2 separate regions of the Mus musculus genome follow, and region 2 is linked to region 1. Evidence: chromatin contacts called from public targeted proximity ligation data. All regions are on one chromosome and are shown on one strand. The core of a region is the stretch at or near the end of the contact, and the rest is flanking DNA. Distances in the headings are between cores, read along the strand shown. Region 1 overlaps Pdcd1lg2 (programmed cell death 1 ligand 2). Region 2 has its middle 11 kb from the start of Ermp1.

Evidence for each region.
Region 2: a targeted proximity ligation map of pancreatic cancer cells shows a contact between it and region 1.

What each region holds. Positions count from the first base shown.
Region 1 is chr19:29,463,628-29,469,396 of GRCm38.p6, forward strand. All of the region lies in intron 5 of Pdcd1lg2 (programmed cell death 1 ligand 2), which reads left to right. Among named protein-coding and RNA genes, the nearest start is that of A930007I19Rik, 55 kb to the right of the region's middle.
Region 2 is chr19:29,656,544-29,662,312 of GRCm38.p6, forward strand. No RefSeq gene overlaps it. Among named protein-coding and RNA genes, the nearest start is that of Ermp1, 11 kb to the left of the region's middle.

The DNA of each region.
Region 1 (5,769 bases), core at 2,149-4,648:
TTGTTGCCAGATGAGCATCCATGGGAAGGTACGAGATGGAACAATGTGGTGTTGATGGTTTGAAGTGTGACTTTAACAGTGCACTGTTGAGTTTTTATCTTGTCACAGTTAGGATTACTATTGCTGCAATAAAACCCCATGACCAAAACGCAAGTTGGGGAGGAAGGGGTTTATACAGTTATATACTTCCATATCACTGTTCATCATCAGAAGAAGCCAAGACAGGAACTGAAACAGGACAGAAACCTGGAGGCAGAAGCTGATAGAGAGACCATGGGAGGGGTGCTGTTCACTGGCCCGCTGCTCCCATGGCCTGCTCAGCCTTCTTTCTTATAGAATCGAGGGCCACCAGCTTGGGGATAACAACACCCACAATGGGTTGGGCCCTTCCCTATCAATCGCTAATTAAGAAAATGACTTATTGGGCTGGAGAGATGGCTCAGCAGTTAAGAGCACTGACTGCTCTTCCGGAGGTCCTGAGTTCAATTCCCAACAAGCAAATGGTGGCTCACAACCAACTGTAATGGGATCTGATGCCCTCTTCTGGTCGGTCTGAAGAAAGTGACAGTATACTCACATACTCAGCTGCAGTACAACTGGGTGGCAGTTTTGCAACCAACAGTGATTAAGAAATACATTGTGGGGCTAGAGAGATGGCTAGGTGGTTAAGAGCACTGACTGCTCTTCCAGAGGTCTTGACTTCAATTCTCAGCAACCACATGGTGGCTCAGGATCACCTGTAATGGAATCCAGTGCCCTTTTCTGTTGTGTGTGAAGACAGCAACAATGTACTCATATACGTAAAATAAATAAGTAAATAAAACAAACAAATCAACCAATGAAACAAACCCCACTGCGTCACCAGAGACCATGTGGGTGTACGAGTGCAGCACTGCTGTGCCCATGGTGGTATCCAGGCCTATGCTGCTGCCTGGAGTCATGTCTAGGACTGTAGTCCTGTCCCAGACAGGGTCTGTGTTGATGTCTGAGGCCGATGTTACCAATAAAATGTTGTGGGATGCCAGCCTACGGCCTACGTGAACCGGGTATTTCTGGAAGGCAGGCTGGGGCTGAAAGAGACTAGACTGTGAGAAAAGAATGATGAAGCCAAGACAAATTTTTCTCTGATCAAGGCTCGTGAGTTTACTAAGAGAGTGTGCTTATAAGGGGGAAGGCCCATGTCCTCCCCCGCGCCCCACCCCCCCAGTCCATCCTTGCATCCTTGGTGCTTTGTCGCCATGTCGCCATGCTGTCAGCACTTGGTTGCTTATTCAGGAATGTCTCAGGAAGATAGGTAGCAGAATCTCAGGGCAGTTGACACTTCAAAAGAAGACAGTCAAGTCAGAAAGCTGCACCGCAGGTGGCCCCACCTCAGTGGTGACAAGGTCTGTACCAGCCTGCTTCAGGTTCAGGCTGGGGGAGACTACAATAAAAGGCCATGCAGACGACCCTGGTCTGGGCTGCCTGAGGCCACGTTGATGTTCAAGCACTATGCTGAGCTGGCAACCATACCATCCCTTACGTAGGCAGTGTGCGAGAGACGGCTCTGGTGCCGTGGGTTCAGAAGAGCTGACCATGGTGGCAGGAGGGCAGGAGATGGTCCTGCCCCTCACCAGCTGCAGCCCCCAGGTAGGAGAGTAGGCCATGTGCCTCATCTGGGCAGCAGAATAGAGATTATCCTGGTGATAGGGGAGCAGGCATACTGGCCCCATCACTTGTCTGACATGGGGCAGCATGGGTAAAAGAGAAATGCCCCCTTGCCCCTCACCAACTACTTCAGGTGGAAGGGCTGGCCCCCAAATCATGAGAGCAGGAGAGCTGACCCTACTTCTCACTGGCTACAGTACCCAGAGAGGGTGTCCTGCACCTTGCCTGGGTAGCAGAGTAGAGCTGGGCCCCTGCAAAAGAGCTGGCCCTGCACCTTGCCTGCTGTAGATTGGGTGAGCTAGCCAGGAAGTGTTAGAGAGCTTGCCCTGGTGGTGAGTGTACAGGAGAGCAGAGAGGCTGACCAACTCATCTACCACCCAGGCTCAGATGTAGGGTTTTGAATTGGCTTGACCTCAACTCTGAACTGCTGGAACTGTAGGGATGCTCCTACAAATCTAAAGCTGCAGGGTCTCCATGACACAGGGCAACAACAGGCTGTCCAAAGGAGTCCCTGTAAGGGTCCAGCAGGAGCCAGAAGCCATGAACCAGACCAAAGTCTCATGGCAATGTTCATTTGCAAGTAAATAGAGTGGACCAAAGGGAGTTCTGTGGGACTGTGGGACAGACACACTATGACACACTATAGCTTCCACAGCAAGGGTTTTATTTTGGTTTTTTTTTTTTTTTTTTTTGGTATTTTACTTTATTCTAGTTTATTTTATTCTGGGGTAAAGGTTGCAAGAGCAGAGGTAGATACTAAGGGACAGGAAGATGAATGGGGTTGGAGTACATGATTCACACACACACACACACACACACACACACACACACACACAAATCAATAATTTTTTTTTAAAAAAACTATTCATTACAAAGCCAAAACAAAATTCTGATTAAAAAAAAATTCTTTCTAAATGCCCCATTTGATAAGTTGGAGGTTTTTAAATATTCCATACTAAAGTCATCAGAGGGGTTTCATGCAACAACTGATGGGAACAGATGCAAAGACCCACAGCCAGACACTAGGGAGCATTCAGGGAATCCTCCAGAAAGCAGGGAGGGAGGACTGCAGGAGCCAGAGGGGTCAAGGACACCGCAAGAAAACCACAGAATCCACTAAGCACAGAAAGCAGGGAGGGAGGACTGCAGGAGCCAGAGGGGTCAAGGACACCGCAAGAAAACTACAGAATCCACTAACCAGGGCTCATAGAAGGTCACAGAGCCTGAACTGACAACCAGGGGGCCTGCGTGGGTCTGGCTTCGGCCCTCTGCATATATGTTATGGTTGTGTAGCTTGATCTTCTCGTGAGACTCCTAACAGTGAGAATGGGGGCTGTCTCTGACTCTTTTGCCGGCTTTTGGGACCCTTTTCCTCCTACTGGGTTGCCAGTCCAGCCCTAATAGATGGGGAGGTTCCCGGTCTTATTGCAAATTGATATGTCATGTTTGGTTAATAACCCTTAGAGGCCTACCCTTTTCTGAAGGGAAATGGAGGAAGGGTGGATTGGGGGATGGAGTGGGGAAAGGAAATGAGGGAAAGAGGAAGGGTAAACGGTGGTTGGGTGTAATATATAAGAAAAGAACAAAATTTTTAAATTATGTAAAAAAAAAAAAAACCAGGAATACATTATGGGACTATGAGCTGTCAGCAATGAAGCAGGAGCAATGACGTCTTTTGATGGCGTTGGCAGGCTCACAGCTAGAACCAGCGCAAGAGACAGGATGTGCTGTGGTTGTCAGAAGGGAGGGTTCCACACTCCTGCAGGCTGGTTGAGTGGAAGGCGTAGGGCTTCAAATCAGGGCTTCTGGGACCCGCATAGGCTTGGGTGTAGAGCGAAGAAAGGCCTTGTGCACACAGATAAGCACTGAAGAAGCCAGGAAAGGTAAACACACGGCTTGCCTCTTCGATGGAATGAGGTGTGCAGATAGATGCTCTTCCTGGAACGCCAGGAATGATGGAGTTTTATAACCTGGCGATCCCTTGCTGTCTGATGAGACAGGCTCTGCTCGTATCTCCCAGACTTCATTTCTTCCAGACAATACCCTCCCCCTTCAAACCTTGAGTAATGACTTTTAGACCACAAAACCCATCCTCATGTGGGATGTCACCTGTGCTATCTTAGGGCCAGGCCAATGCTGACACCCACAGGCCTTATGTTTACCTCGGCCATTCTTACCTAGACCCTAAATCTCGGGCACTGTCTCTGAGTCAACAGTACCTATTCCTGTGAAAGAAGCCAGATGTGTTTTGTAAAGAATCTCAGTGTAAGCATGGCTTAAATTATTATATACTCGGGACTGAGTTCATTGTTCTCTGAATACTTTTTTTTTTTAAATTGTGCTGTGCTTAAATATGGCTAAAGTAAAATGATCTGGGACAGACTCTAGAAATCCTGGTTCATCACCCGCTACAATCAAATCAGCCTGAACCAGGTTTTCCTCTTGCCTCACCCTGATCATTTTTTCCTTGCCTGGTATAAAGCTTGCAGGGGAATGGCCACACGTGAGTTATGTGGGACAAATGGAATGTTTACCTTTCTTGGTAAGATCCCCTTCTTTTATGGTTTAGCACTCATGTGATGTGGCACTTGAGTTGACCAAAATGATATAGAGCAATCAGAAGACTTTGAAATACCTCTGTGTCAGAAGCTTGGCATGTTCAAGCTGCTGTGTATAGCACCACAATTCCAAACCCACCAGTTATGAAAACTGTTAGTGTTCTGTCTAAGCTCCTCTCCACAGTTACCTGGCAACAGCTAGGTAGGCCTGATCCACTATAAAAGGGGCTTCTTGCCCTCTCCTCTCTCTGTTGCTCCTCTCTTACTCTTACTCTCTTGATCTTGCTCTGTCCTCTTGTCACTTCTCCCCCCTCCCCCTCTCCCTCCACATGCTCATGACCAGCCTCCTCTCTCTCTCTCTCTCTCTCTCTCTCTCTCTCTCTCTCTCTCTCTGCCTTTCTCTGACTCTACTACCCTCTTTTTTTTTTGTTTTTTGTTTTGTTTTATTTTTGTTTTGTTTTTTGAGACAGGGTTTCTCTGTATACCCTTGGCTGTCCTGGAACTCACTTTGTAGACCAGGTTGGCCTCGAACTCAGAAATCTGCCTGCCTCTGCCTCCCATGTGCTGGGATTAAAAGTGTGCGCCACCACGCCCAGCCTCTACTACCCTCTTAACTCCCCTGACCATGCCCCAAATAAACTCTATTTTATACTATACTGTCCTGTGGCTGGTCCCTCAGGGGGAAGGGATGCCTCAGCATGGGCCCTCAGAGGCACTGCTTTCCCCCATACCTGACTACATCTCCATAGAACATATCCCCCCTCTCCTTATCTTTTTATAAACACATCAAAAACAACCCCAGGAAGCCTTTGTCTCATCCGTAAGAGATAGCAATCCTCAGTACAAAATTCGATGGAAAAGAATGAACATGGGCTCTCAGACTTTTTCCCACGCCTACCAGCAATTGATCTGAAAGCAATTACTGTAGGCCCACAGCCTGGGTACAGAGCCATGGGACAAACTCGGGAAGTTCCACACTGAGGTCTGATTACAACTGAGCTCTGAATCAGCAATTAGATTTTCTTGACCCAGCAAATTTTCTCATCCGCCTTGGCGAGCCTGATTAAAATACCCATTTCTTCAGAAACGAAAATCCCAATTCCTATAAAATGATATCCTTGACCCGGAGGCACCTGCTTGTGTAGGTCCGATAGGCTCAGTGTCTTTCTTCAGTGGGACTCCTTCAAGTACTCAGGACAGGGAAGACGTGGGAGGGGCCTGAGAGCAGAGGTGACAAACTCTGGTCTCCAGCAAGCAAGCATGTGATGAAAGGAGGGGAGGAGGCCTGAGGTGACCAGACAGGGCTTGGGCAACCTGCCAGCTCAACTCTAACTCTCCACTGGCAAGAAGACAGACATGGAGGTGTTTATGGAATGTCTGCTAGTTATTAAATGCTAGATAAAAAATTACCAGATTAGCCAACTCACACACTGGGGACCTATTTATAGCTTCATGGCTAGAAGTAAACAAACCGCTAACAGCGAGGCCCGAGGCATGGATCATTTAGGGTAGAGACATATTTGAGAACACCAAGAACACATAATCTCCTGAATGTCTCATCCTC
Region 2 (5,769 bases), core at 2,133-4,632, 190 kb after region 1:
CCTGGTAGCATCCTGTGCCTCACACACTGCATCAGACTCCGGGGCGGGTGGGAGGCTGCAGGCTGTGCCACTTGCTTAAACTAAAATGGTCAGCCGTGATGTCCTCAGGGTCTTCCAGGACCAGGCCACATGTCTGAGAGTGTGTAGAGACCGACTGTGCTGGAACCAGGTGGCCCGCCTTGAGCTTGCTGAACATCTTCCTTTCTGCCCACCCTCCAACCCTAGAGAACTTGGAGCACCTTGCCACACATGTGCAAAACAGTTGCGTAAACTGCATTCCTTCCTTGCATTCCTTGCTATCCCACTAAGCTGTGGAACTTCTCTGAATTAATTACCTCCCCAGGCTGTGTGCTGTGTCATTTCCCCCCACATGAGAATTAAAGCTAATAGGATTTTTCTAAGACCCTTGACCACATTCACGGCCAAAGTTCAATATATCTATTGGTACTCTTCTGGGGGAGGTGTTAAGCCTGAGATTCACAGAGGAAAAACCAGTTCTACCATCTGAGTCCGTTTTGAAACAAGCTTTTCATTAAATACTGACTGACCAGGATGGGCTTCAGTCAGGACCACTACATGCAATTCCCAGCTGAGTGGCCTCAATACACATTCTGAAAGGGTTTACAAGCAACCATATTTTCCCAGGAGGCTTTGTTATTTTCCAAGAACTACAACTCCCAGCATTCCAGAAAGTTACAGACCCTTGAGTTTACAGGTTTAACTTACAGGATTTACTTAGGGGGTGGACCTTCATCTGCATGAGATTGTGAAAATGGGAAGAGAATGTCTTTCACATCGTCCAGTTATCCCTTTGTAGTTGGCTAGGTGGATGAAAGGCTAGGCGTCCAGACAGAGGGCCCAGGGGTTAAGAGTACCTGAGGCTCCTCCAGAGGATTCGAGTTCTATTCCCAGCACCCATATTGGGCTACTTACAACTGCTTGTAATCCCAGATCCAAAGGATCTGACATCGTGTTCTGGCCTCCTCCTTTCCAAGCATAAGCACAGCACACAAACATGCATGCAGACAAACTATCCATACACATTAAAAAAAGAAACAAACAAAAAGCATGACTATGTCTTTTTTACAGCAACCTAGTTTGCCTCTGTGGAAAGGCAACTTAGGACGGGAAGAGCTGTATGTGTATCTTATTAAATATTTCTAATAACCTTGTTTAATCTTACCAACACACTCACAGTTCCACAAGCACTCACCTCTACATTACTACCCCCTTGGGTGATAAGCCTTATAAAGATAAAACCTCTTTTCCTCAAGCCTCAGTTCCTTTATTACATTAATAATCGATAAGCAAAAATCCAGAAGTACCAAGAATAAATTCCCAATTTCTTCAATTAAAAAAAAAAAAAAAAGGTATTCAAAGGAGTGGTGGCTTGGAGCACACCTTTAATCCCAGGGCAGAGGCAGGTAGAGCTCTGAGTTCAAGGCCAGTCTGGTCTACAGAGTAAGTTCTAGGACAGCCAGGACTACACAGAGAAACCCAGTTTCAAACAGATAACAAGACAAAACCTTATTCACAATAAAATTCCATCTTTAGACTGAAGTATGAGCACCTGCTCTTGTGGCTTTAAGCCTTAAAAAGAGGATGCTAGAGAAACCAGCCAGAGCCCCACTGTCTTCAGTCACCTGAGGCACCCAGAGAGGAGAAAACTCATGGAGGCAGAACACAGAGGTACAGAGGCAAGTGGAGAAGATAGAAATGGCTGCTTAACATTTATGAGGGATTTTTTTCTAGTGACAAAATGTTTTTGGAACCAGATGGATGTGCCGGGCTTGAAGGATATGGAAATGTTCTAAATCACCACTTTTAACATGGTTAATTGTGTGTGAGGTAGATTTCACCTTCAAAGAGAGAAATATGGGAGATCTAGGCCTTGGTATGACATTTGTTTTGTTAGGAGACAGTTTCGAGTCCAGCCATCTCAGGAACAACTTCCATCCTACTGGCAGAGTTCCTGTTCCCAGGCCCCGGAACCAACGCCTGTCTGGCTTCTTCAGGTGCTTCATGTTTGTCTGCTCATCAGTAAAGGATAGAAAGAGGGAAGTTGCCGTATCCCATTATCTAAACTAAGGGACACAAGTAGTAAATGTGTTGCCTGTCTTGACTTAGTTGACCGTATGCAGCTTGTCTGTTCCATTGTTCCCTTATCACCCTAGATTCCACGCCAGAGTCCAGGAGGGGACCTGGCTGGAAAGACTGAATCAACGACCCTGATGCGTCCTGGATAAGGCCCAGCCATCAAAGTTAACTGCCTTGCTTATCCCCTTGTGTCAAAGTATGATTGGCCAATGCAACAGCCCACCCCAATCTCCTTGCTTTGTGTACCCATCCTATATAAAGGTTATTCAGTGTCCCTTCGGGCCCTTCGGGGACCCTGGTTCAGATCCCGAACTGGCCTCCCCCTGATCCTGCAGAGAACAAAGCTTTCATTTTTAAGCTTCTGTCTCTGAAGTGAGTTCTCTTGGCTTCCACCCCAACCCACAGTTTCAGGGAGTGAAATACTCACCACTAAGCATGAAGGCCTGACTTCAGTCCCTGGCACCCACGTGGTAAGAGAGAGCCAACTCCCACAAGGTAGCCTCTACTTCCCACTTCATTAAATGTTTAAAAAAAAACAGAACAGAACAATCTGGATATAGAAATAGCTAGATATTTTTAATAACTAGATATCTAGATATTAATAATATAGGTTATACATAAAATATCTCAATACTAATAATCAATAACACAGTGGTAGTATACTTGCCTAGCAGGTAGAAAGCCCTGGATTTGATCCCCAGAACCGCATAAAACTGGCCTGGGTGCACTCTCTATAATCCTAGAGTTCTGGAGGAAGAGGGAAGAGGGTAAGAAACTGAAGGTCAGGCTCATCTTGCCAGTGAGCTCAAGGTCAGGCTGGGCTATAGAAGGCCCTTCCCTAAACAAAAACAAACAAAATGTATGTGCTACATATGATTCAGGAATGGCTTTGGGAAATGGGATTTTAAGATTTCTTAGCTCCAGAGACAGATGCCTGCCCAAGTTCGGTCCCAGTAAAACTACCTCTGCTATATACGCAGGCCCCTTGTACTTCCTATTCCAGTAGCTCCAAGTACTGTTAGAATATCCGATCTCCGCTCTTTAAGGAAAACCAGCAGCTCTTCAGCAGAGATGTCGATTCTTTTTATTTCATTTCACTCTATGTGTATGGGTGTTTTGACTGCACGTATGTCTGAGCACTGTGTGTATGCCTTCGTGCCTGAGGAGGCCAGAAGATAGCACTGGAAGCCCTAGGACTGAAATTACAAACAGCTGCCTTGTGGACCTCGAGAGCAGCGGTTCTCTGAGTCACCTTTGCAGCCCCAGAAGTTGATTCTTCAGAGAAAACAAAGGAAGTGGCTTATTCATAGCCTAAAAGGCTGTGGTTGTTTGTCTTTCGTTCTGAGGCAGGATCTCTCTATGTAGCCCCACTTGGCCTTGAATAATCCACCATTCTGCCTTAGACTCCTTGTGCATGCTGGGATTATAGAGGAATTGGAACACACCTATAACAGCATACAGTTTTTAGAACCATTGTCTTCCCAGACCCCAGGATATCTTCACTATGTGTCAGAGTAATTGTTGTGGGACTCCTGTGAGTCTGGGACACCAAGTTTAGAGAGTTAGAGGCAAAAGCCTGAATGATAAATGGACGTCTGTTTTTATTGCCATCCTAAAGTGCAGTCCCATTGGCAAAGAAATTGTGCTTTGTTTAGGAAGCAGAACAGAGCATTGTCAGATCCAAGGGATATTCCATCCCACCCCCTCAAAGGGTAGACCTACTGATTTGATCCAAAATTGAGTCTAGGCTCAGCTTAAGCTAGACTCTAGAAGGACTTCTGGTGATTAGATAGAAGCCAGCAGGAATAAATTCATCTACTTCTCTCTGCCCTAAAATCTAGGTGTGTGTGTGTGTGTGTGTGTGTGTGTGTAAGAGTGTGTATGAGTGTGTGTGTGTATGTGTGTGTGTATGAGTGTGTATATGTGTGTGTATGAGTGTGTGTGTATGAGTGTGTGTATGAGGGTGTATATGTGTGTGTATGAGTGTGTGTGTGTGTGTGAGTGTGTGTATGTGTGTGTATGAGTGTGTGTGTGTGTGTGTGTGTGTGTGTGTGTGTGTGTGTGTGTGTGTGTGTGTGTGTGTGTGTGTGTGTGTGTTGGTGTGTGTTTGTGTGTGTGTGTGTGTGTGTGTGTGTATGAGTGTGTATATGTGTGTGTATGAGTGTGTGTGTATGAGTGTGTGTATGAGGGTGTATATGTGTGTGTATGAGTGTGTGTGTGTGTGTGAGTGTGTGTATGTGTGTGTATGAGTGTGTGTGTGTGCACGTGTGTGCGAGTGTGTTAGGGCTGAGCATCCCAGTGTGTTCCCTGTATGTATAACCAGATGGGTGAGGGGGAAAAACTATTTCAAAGCATTTTTTGCTGCTACAAACTCGGAGCCAGGCAATGGAACAAATGTCAGACTCTTCCCACTCACTCACTCTTAGTGTGAAATAGAGTAGTCCTGGAGACAAGAGAAGGGAAACTTTTGACACAATTATGCATGCCCCTTACACAGAAAATGAATGGCTGTCTTATCGGTTCACTTTCTTCCCACTCTAGAGATAAGAATCCAGTTTATAACTTGATTCTCAGGCAGAAAAAAAATTTATGGTTAGCAAGTATATCCTTCAGGGCTTAGAGGTTAGGGCGCTGGAGCTGTGGCAGGCAGCCTGTGAGTGGGCTCCAGTTTGTAACTGTTGTGTTTGGCTCATACAGGGATCTCTTTTTTAACTGAGTTGGGCAACGTTAGCAAAGCAAAACTCTCACATGTGTATCTCAAGTTCAGCCCTTTGTTGGGAAAACACAAGATTCAGCTCGGATAACCAACTATGGCTGATTTAGGTTGTTCTCTGGGTTGCAGTTCACCCCAGTCCTTGTCCCCACAGCCCACACCCCATCCTACCCACAACCTCAGGTGCATGTTAATAGAGAACTGTTTGCCCCTTCTGCCAGAGACAAGGGAAGCCAACTGGATGGGAAGTGGTTTCACAAGTTCCTGAGGGAAAACCGACGTTTACCTAGTGGCCGGAAATCATTCTACAGTCTAGTCTGAGGTGGGCCAAAACTGTCTTTTCTGGACATAGGCACTCCACAAGACCTAACAGAAGCAGCTATGGAAGCTAAGGTTCTTGCCTACCAGGGGCTAATCCTACAGCCATAGGCTTAATCCAGAGGGTGAACTGTAAACCATGGCCGAGAGGCAGACCAGAGCCAAAGCTTCATGCCCATTCCAGCCTCAAGGAAAATTGTTACAAAGTTGGACACCCCATCTTAAAAACACAGATAGAGTAAGTTCCAGAGCTGACTGCTAGGATCTCCTGAGTCTTCAGCTCAGCTTTCGGCTTTGACTCAGATATGAGTGGGTAAGGAGTCCAATTCTTCCTCGCCTGAGAGACCCAATTCAACCTTTCTGAGAAATCTTCACTGTCCACCTTGAGAGACTTGTTGAGATGAAAAGTCTTGGCATCAGCCTGGAGGCACGCCCTGAAGAGGCTTGGGCACAGAACCTGCAGCACTTTCCCTTTTCTCTCGTTTACAGATGGATTGTTCAACTCCATCTGTCTTTCAGAAAGCCATAACACGTACATAAATAGATTTCTAGTGTCAACCCAGCTCTTCCAGAGATAGCATCTGCTACAGAGCAAACCATCAATAGTCTTTTGGATAGCTTTTCACAAGTTAGGGCTTCTT